2 separate regions of the Mus musculus genome follow, and region 1 is linked to region 2. A link is a contact called in public Hi-C data. All regions are on one chromosome and are shown on one strand. The core of a region is the stretch at or near the end of the contact, and the rest is flanking DNA. Distances in the headings are between cores, read along the strand shown.

Region 1 (3,506 bases), core at 49-2,548, 220 kb after region 2:
CAGAGAGAAACAAAAGGCCTCAGCCACTGCTTCTTAGTGAGTGAAAAATGACATTTGTTCGAGTAGTCATTGATCAGTGTGACAGTTTGAGTGACAATGGCCCCATAGGTTCAGGGGACTGACACTGTTGGGAGGTGTGGCCTTGATGGAGTAGGTGTGGTGGTGTTGGAGGAACTGTGTCACTGGGAGTAGGTTTTGGGGTTTCAGAAGTGCAAGCCAGGCCTAGTGTGTCTTAGTCTCTTCCTGCTGCCTGAGGATCAGGATGTGGAACTCTGAGTTCCTTCTCCAGCACCATGCTTGCCTGGATGCTGCCATGTTTCTTGCCACGATAACAGACTACACTTCTAAACTGTAAGCCAGTCCCAGTAAAATGTTTTCCTTTATAAGAGTTGCCATGGTCATGGTGTCTCTTCACAGCAATAAGGCTGGAACTAAGACAATTAGAGAATTAATCACACATAACTTTTTCTCTTCCTCTTACAATGCTTTGTCCCTTTTATCTCTTGTATATCTGTTTAAGTGTCCCCACCTCTCTCTGTGTCTGAAGGAGACCCTCATAATTTTTCACTGTAATAACTTGGCCATGATTCTGCAATAACTTTCCTTAACTCTGACCACCTAGCATCTTCTTGTGCCTGTAGCAAGATTTCAGAAATTCAAATCTGGTCACATTGTGCTCCTGCTTAAGAATTCCTCAGGTCGGGCAGTTGTGGTGCACGTCTTTAATCATTTGGGAGGCAGAGGCAGGTGGATTTCTGAGTTTGAGGCCAGCCTGGTCTACAGAGTGAGTTCCAGGACAGCCAGGGCTACACAGAGAAACCCTGTCTTGAAAAACCAAAAAAGGGGCTGGTGAGCTGGCTCAGCGGTTAAGAGCACTGACTGCTCTTCCAAAGGTCCTGAGTTCAAATCTCAGTGACCACATGGTGGCTCACAACCATCTGTAACAAAAATCTGATGTCTGGAGTGTCTGAAGACAGCTACAGTGTGCACACATATAATAAACAAACAAACAAACAAATAAATAAATCTTAAAAAAAAAAAAGGATTCCTCAGAAGCTGCTCAGGTCGAAAGTTTTCCTCATTTGTGGTTCAGAAGAAAGGCTTCTGAGCTCTGGCATGACCACTTCTTTAGTTGTTTCCTGTTATGCATGACCTGTCCCCAGGCTGAGCTCTGGCATGACCACTTCTTTAGTTGTTTCCTGTTATGCATGACCTGTCCCCAGGCTGAGCTCTGGCATGACCACTTCTTTAGTTATTTCCTGTTATGCATGACCTGTCCCCAGGATGTAAGGGACATTGCGCTACCATCAGTTCTGGTCAAGGGGCAAGTTTACAATGTGTATAAGGAACATGCTGACCCACTACAGTCCATGGCCCCAGAAAGCAGGCCAATGTCTCGTGCCAGTAAGTCTTCTGCACCGGGCTGTCTGCGTCAAGTCCAGGGTCCACTGATCAGAGCCCCAGCCCCGCATCTACCTACACACAGCTCCTCAAATGGTTAACGTTTCCTCCTGCCTCTGCTTTTGCTGTGCTACCTCTGGGAATAACTTTTCTTTTCCGTTTTGTTCTTTTTCAGGTCTCTTTTTTACCAAACTCCTCATTCTCTAAGATTCATCTCCTGGGGTCACCTCCAGGCTATTCTCTCAACTCCCTGGGCTAATCTGTGTGTTCTGTCACCACTGTACTCAGCCAGTGACCTTGTGGTGGGTTTATTGGCTGTCTTCCTAGTAGAATGGGGTTCCCTTAGGGTAATGCAGCTATTGTAGAGTGACTGCTGGAAAAGGACTCCCCATTAACACTTAAAACCCCATCAGGGCGGTGGTGGCACACACCTTTAATCCCAGCACTCGGGAGGCAGAGGCAGGCGGATTTCTGAGTTCGAGGCCAGCCTGGTCTACAGAGTGAGTTCCAGGACAGCCAGGGCTACACAGAGAAACCCTGTCTCAGAAAAAAACAAAAAACAAAAACAAAAACAAACCCAACCCAGCAGGATGGTGTTTGGGTAATCACTGTCCTACTCCTGCCGGGGCAGGCAGGGAGTGGTGGGTTAGGGTCTCAGGAACTCTTCAATGCACATGACATGCCTTCATCCCTGTGCAGTCAATAATTACAGCAAATAAGGACCAAAAATGCTATTGAGTAGAATATAAAATCTAGCTAAGTCTGCTAAATAAAATAAAACCTGAGACTCTAAAGTAATTTTGCTTTTGCATAGCTGATTTTCTCCAGGTGCCCTAAGAACCTTACACTTCACACTCTCAATGAAAAGCAGTAGGAAAAAAAAATCTAAGTCACCATGACTCAAAACATCTTCTTCATCCTCTGCCTTGCTAGAGGGAGGGGCAGTTGCCAAAATTTATCTGGAGGTTAGCCATGTGCAGGAGAGTGTAAGGGCTTGTTTGTGAGTAACAAGCCAAGATGACTACCCAGTATAGAGCTAGAGCAAATGAGCCCACACATTCAGCAGATATGGACATGTCGTTCTGAATCCAGCTGGAGCAACATGAACCACAAGTACTTGGCCAGGTAACAGGAGAGATGACAAGGTGAGATGGTGACATAAGTATGTGGAAGGGCTGAGGTCCAAAGTGTCTTTTTGTGTGTGTGTGTGTGTGTGGTTTTTTTGAGACAGGGTTTCTCTGTGTAGCCCTGGCTGTCCTGGAACTCACTCTGTAGGCCAGGCTGGCCTCAAACTCAGAAATCCACCTGCCTGTGCCTCCCGATCCCGAGTGCTGGGATTAAAGGTGTGTGCCACCACACCTGGCCAAAGTGTCTTGATTTCGGGAAAAAAAAACTAAAAAAAAAAACAAAAACCCAAAAACCAAAAAACCAAAAAACCCCAGCCTGTGAGAGCTCTGAACACTCCCTTCTCATTCATACTTCCCATCTTCAAAGTGTCTCTGACAAAGTCACTCATTCTATAAGCATTTCACAATACAATTGATGACACAGCAGTGTACATCTCTGTGGTGTAATACAGTGTAATACTGACGGAACAGTGAGGACCCTGGGGAGGCGTCAGACGTAATGCAGGACACTCACTCTTTGTTGTAGTAACTGTAGCACTGGTCACAGACGCGGGTGGGGTTTTCTCTGAAGCCTTCCACCACCATTTTCTTAGTGGAGCAGGAACCGCACACTAGGCGCCCACAGCGGCGACAGTGATGACGCCTATTGAACTGAGGTAGAAGAGATGGCAAGAGATGAAAGTGAGACTGTCACTCATATGTGTGTATATATATATACATATATATATATATATATGTATATATATATACATATACATATATACATATATACATATATATGTATGTATGTATATATATATGTGTGTGTGTGCATATATATATATATATATATTTTTTTTTTAATTTATTTTTTTTTTTGGTCAATTAAGAATACTGGGCACTTGGGTTTTTACTGAACATGATCACACTAGCCTTTGTCCCCAGAAAGGTCATTTAGGGGAATGGGTTTTTAGCTTAGTACATAAGGTCCTGGGTTGG
Region 2 (3,741 bases), core at 795-3,294:
CCAGGAAGACTATCTGGGCCCTGCTGCCTTTGAATGAATCAGATAAGCCCAACTATTGACCTGCCTTTAAGTAGGGTAGGTGACTATTTTGTGCCTGCTTGCTGGTACATGAGCAGTTAGCTGATTTGGCCTCAGCCATTTAAAGTATCTCACCCTTAGGAATTGATAAGAGGCCATTTGTCAATGGCCTCTGCTCATGTTCCATTGCTGCTAATAGGAGAACTCTGCCACCACCAAGGATCCAAATTGGTCCAGACTGAATTTTATCCTCACCTCCCAAAGGTACCCTAAGGTATCCTTGAAGCCAAGGCACATGGTGACATTCTTCTCACCTCTGGAGCTCTATCCTTCAGTGTCTGGTCACTAGTAACAACAAGCTAACCATCTAAAATTCAACTATTTGTTATTACAAATGTAAGGTTTTTAATACATCACACTTAGCGTCAACAAATTAATAATGTCAAGAATAAAAAGCAAGCTGGGTGTGGTGGCATACATCATTAGTCCTGGCATTCTGGAGGTAGAGGCCAACAGACCTCTGTGAGTTCAAGGCCAGGCTGATCTACAAGGTGGGTTACAGATCAGCCAGGGAGATACTTGCTGTGATCCTATCTCAAGGGGGGCGGGGAGGGAGTGAAAAGAAGGGCTGCTTAATTAGCATTAAAAGGTGTTTGTAGCCGGGCGTGGTGGCGCACGCCTTTAATCCCAGCACTTGGGAGGCAGAGGCAGGCGGATTTCTGAGTTCGAGGCCAGCCTGGTCTACAAAGTGAGTTCCAGGACAGCCAGGGCTACACAGAGAAACCCTGTCTCAAAAAAAATAAATAAATAAATAAATTAATTAATTAAAAAAAAAGGTGTTTGTAAATACATATATATATGGATATAGACAGATGCATATAAATACATATATGAATATGCATATACATAATATATATAATGACAATAGTTGCATTTGGGTAGGGGTGATCTGCCAAAAACGGATAAAGTCTTAGTGTCCACTATTAGCCCTCTGAATTTGAAATTCATATCATGCTCAAGATTGCCTATTCAAAGTGTATGGAAGTGTCACCCCTTCACAAAACCCAGAGGTCTTGCCTATAAAGTCACTTGGAGTCCCACCCACCCAATTTAACTGCCTTCCTTAGTTCCTGAGCTTTCAAAACCGTGCATGAGAATGCCTAAGGAGGTTTGCTCCGTGGGCAATTCCCCTCTCCCTTCCCACCCCCAGATTCAGATTTAAACCTGGGGTGGGGCTGGGGATTTTTCTCGGTGAGTGCTTGGAGTGAATATTCTAGGCCCCGGGGTGTTTTGTTTCTGTTCAGTTTATGGAATTGGGAAAGGCAGCTTTTGTTTTCCCCTCCCCTCCCCTCCCCTCCCCTTTTCTTTCCTTCCTTCCTTCCTTCCTTCCTTCCTTCCTTCCTTCCTTCCTTCCTTCCTTCCTTCCTTCCTTTCTTTCTTTCTTTCTTTCTTTCTTTCTTTCTTTCTTTCTTTCTTTCATTCATTTTGTGTGCTGGGAATTAAACCCAGGACCTCCTTCATGAGTTCCGCCGCCCACTTAGAAGAAGCTCCTTCCTAACTACATTTCATTTGCATCTTCCTCAGCCCCATCCCCTAACCAAACATCTAGTCCCCTAACCAAACATCTAGTGTCCCACTCCCTCTGGGTGTATAATTGTTATTGTGTGAGTTAGGTATTGCAAACCAGGGCTCCTTGCCCTTCTGGCTCCCTGGCTGTCGCCTTTAAAATAAGCAAGACAAACACAAACAAACAGGTTCTCCTAGAGCTGTAGTGACTCGCTCCCCCTTCTCTCTCTCTCAACTCCAAATCAGTTGTGCAGACTGCTCGCTCCCAGTAACCAGGTGGGACTTTCCTACAGGTGGCTAGACACTCGCTGGGACCTCCTTCCGCGGAGGGAGGGTCCAGTCTGGTGAGCATCCCGCCGGGGATCCCACGCTGTCTGGGGGTCGCAGCGCGCAGCCAGCCCTCCAGGCGGCCCCGGCCGCGCCCCGCGGTGGGAGGCTGCGGCTGCTGAGGTCATTTCCTGTGCCTGGCCGCGAGCTGCCCGCCGAGCGAGCGCGGTGCGGACACAGCCGGCGCGGCGCTGCTCCCAGCGCTGGGGCGGGCTTTGTGCGGAGCTCCGGGGACCTTCCAGGCTCCGACCTCGGCCCGCCACGCCCACCGCGACCCCTGCAGCGGGGGAGCGGAGACCCGGGGGCCTCTCCGCACTCGGGGAGAGCCACTGTGGGGCAGAGGCGCGCGTGGCGGTCGGGGTCGCGGCGGGACTCCCGGCAGCTCACTCAGGTGAGCCGGGCGGGTCGGGGAGGGCCGGGGGGTGTGCCGCTGGGAGAGGGCGTCCGGCGGGACGGACAGGGCTGACTCCTCGCGGCCGGGAGGGCAACTCTGGAGCAGGTGCCTCTCTACCTGGGAGCCGTGGGACGGGCGCAGGCAACCAGGAGCTCCAGGACACCCGCACTGGGAGGCGGTGACTGCCCCTCCCGCAGTAGGTCCTGCTCTTTGGGACCGGCTTGATCCAGTTGCTCCTGGGAAGGCCCCGGGATGTACGTGCAGGCTTCCTTCCAACCCGGTGCTCTCCGCTCAACCCTTCCGCTCCTCTCAGCAGCTTGTCCTAGGTTGCTTGTTAATGTGATTGCTGGATGTCTCTCCTAGGAGTCCTAGGAGTCAAGCTGAACTCATACTGACGGCGTCCTGCCAAGCAGAAAAGAACACAGGTTGGACTCTGAGTGACATCAGGGGCTTTGTGTCCTAGCAATCTTAGGAATACGTCTCCCACGGAGGGTGGCAGAGGTAGCGAGACCCTGTGGAAATAGAATGTTCTCCCTGTTGCTCCTTCAGCATACTTCCTCCCTGTCAGGATCTTCAATCAGCTTCTACTGTAAATCCGCCTCATAAAACTTACTGACATTGACAAACTCCGGGTTCCAGGAGAATGCTCGAAAGATCGTTATTTGAAATAAGTAACCCTTCCCCCCACCCCCAATGTAGTAGCTATCAATCCTCAGCACCAGACTTTCTGGACTGTCTTGTTCAGGACACTGTGCGGTGCAAATAGTCGCCACTCAGTTCAACAATCCATTCACCTTTCTCTGTGAAGGAGGAAACTGGGACTCAGAAAACTTGTGTCTTGCCCAAGGTTATAGTGAAAGACTGTAAAGGTCACGTAGAGACAGGACTCAAACGTAAGCCTTCTAGATTCCACATGTGATACTGTCCTTTGCCTTCCCCTAGCTGCCTAAGGGACCTACTCAGAGCTGTTTTGTGATATTGTTAACCCTGTGGTCCCAAACTTAGGGAAATGAACAATTAGCCTAAACCAGTGTGCTGCCCTTCTGACTGAATCGGTCATCAGCAGTAGAGAGAACTGTGTTCCTCTCAATCCACTCTTAATGGTGTATTCTTTTTCTTTTTTCTCTTTTTTAAATTTCTTTTCTCTGTTTGTCTCTTTCTCCTTCCCCCACCTTTCTTTTCGGAGTCTCTCAACAGCCCTCCTGCCTCAGCAGCCTGTCTAGTGCTGGTGACACGTCACCACATCCAACTCATCTCTCCTAATTATTTTCCTTATCTCTACAAGGCTGTGTATATGTATTGAAATCTGTGTTCCTTACAGGTTGGGGAATGTTTTATTCGTGTAGATGTTTAGGTGTGGGAATCCCCTCCATCACTGCGTACGGGTGCTGAGCCACCATCTGTATTCTAAGGATGGACCAATAAGCTGTCTAACC

The links. A called contact is a pair of places that touch in the nucleus more often than the background predicts.
Region 1: a Hi-C map of uterus shows a contact between it and region 2, with 2.7 times the contacts expected there. The contact joins the enhancer-like site here to the promoter of Plekhh1 in region 2. A contact is called at or near these places in 1 of 39 promoter capture datasets (hippocampal neurons), 17 of 484 Hi-C or Micro-C datasets (the G1E-ER4 cell line, adipose-derived mesenchymal stem cells, cerebral cortex and 7 more), 1 of 115 datasets of contacts at active chromatin or transcription factors (astrocytes) and 3 of 9 other capture datasets (adipose tissue, liver and pancreatic islet).

What each region holds. Positions count from the first base shown.
Region 1 is chr12:79,252,188-79,255,693 of GRCm38.p6, forward strand. It overlaps Zfyve26 (zinc finger, FYVE domain containing 26), which reads right to left. Exons shown (of 42, transcript NM_001008550.1): 29 at 3,043-3,179. Among named protein-coding and RNA genes, the nearest start is that of Zfyve26, 42 kb to the right of the region's middle. Within about 2 kb of position 1,299, at least 41 of the 459 cell types and tissues checked have an H3K27ac peak or open chromatin away from gene starts, as enhancers often do. A contact at or near this core is called in adipose tissue and uterus, where this site is marked.
Region 2 is chr12:79,027,119-79,030,859 of GRCm38.p6, forward strand. It overlaps Plekhh1 (pleckstrin homology domain containing, family H (with MyTH4 domain) member 1), which reads left to right and starts at 2,045. Exons shown (of 29, transcript NM_181073.3): 1 at 2,045-2,302.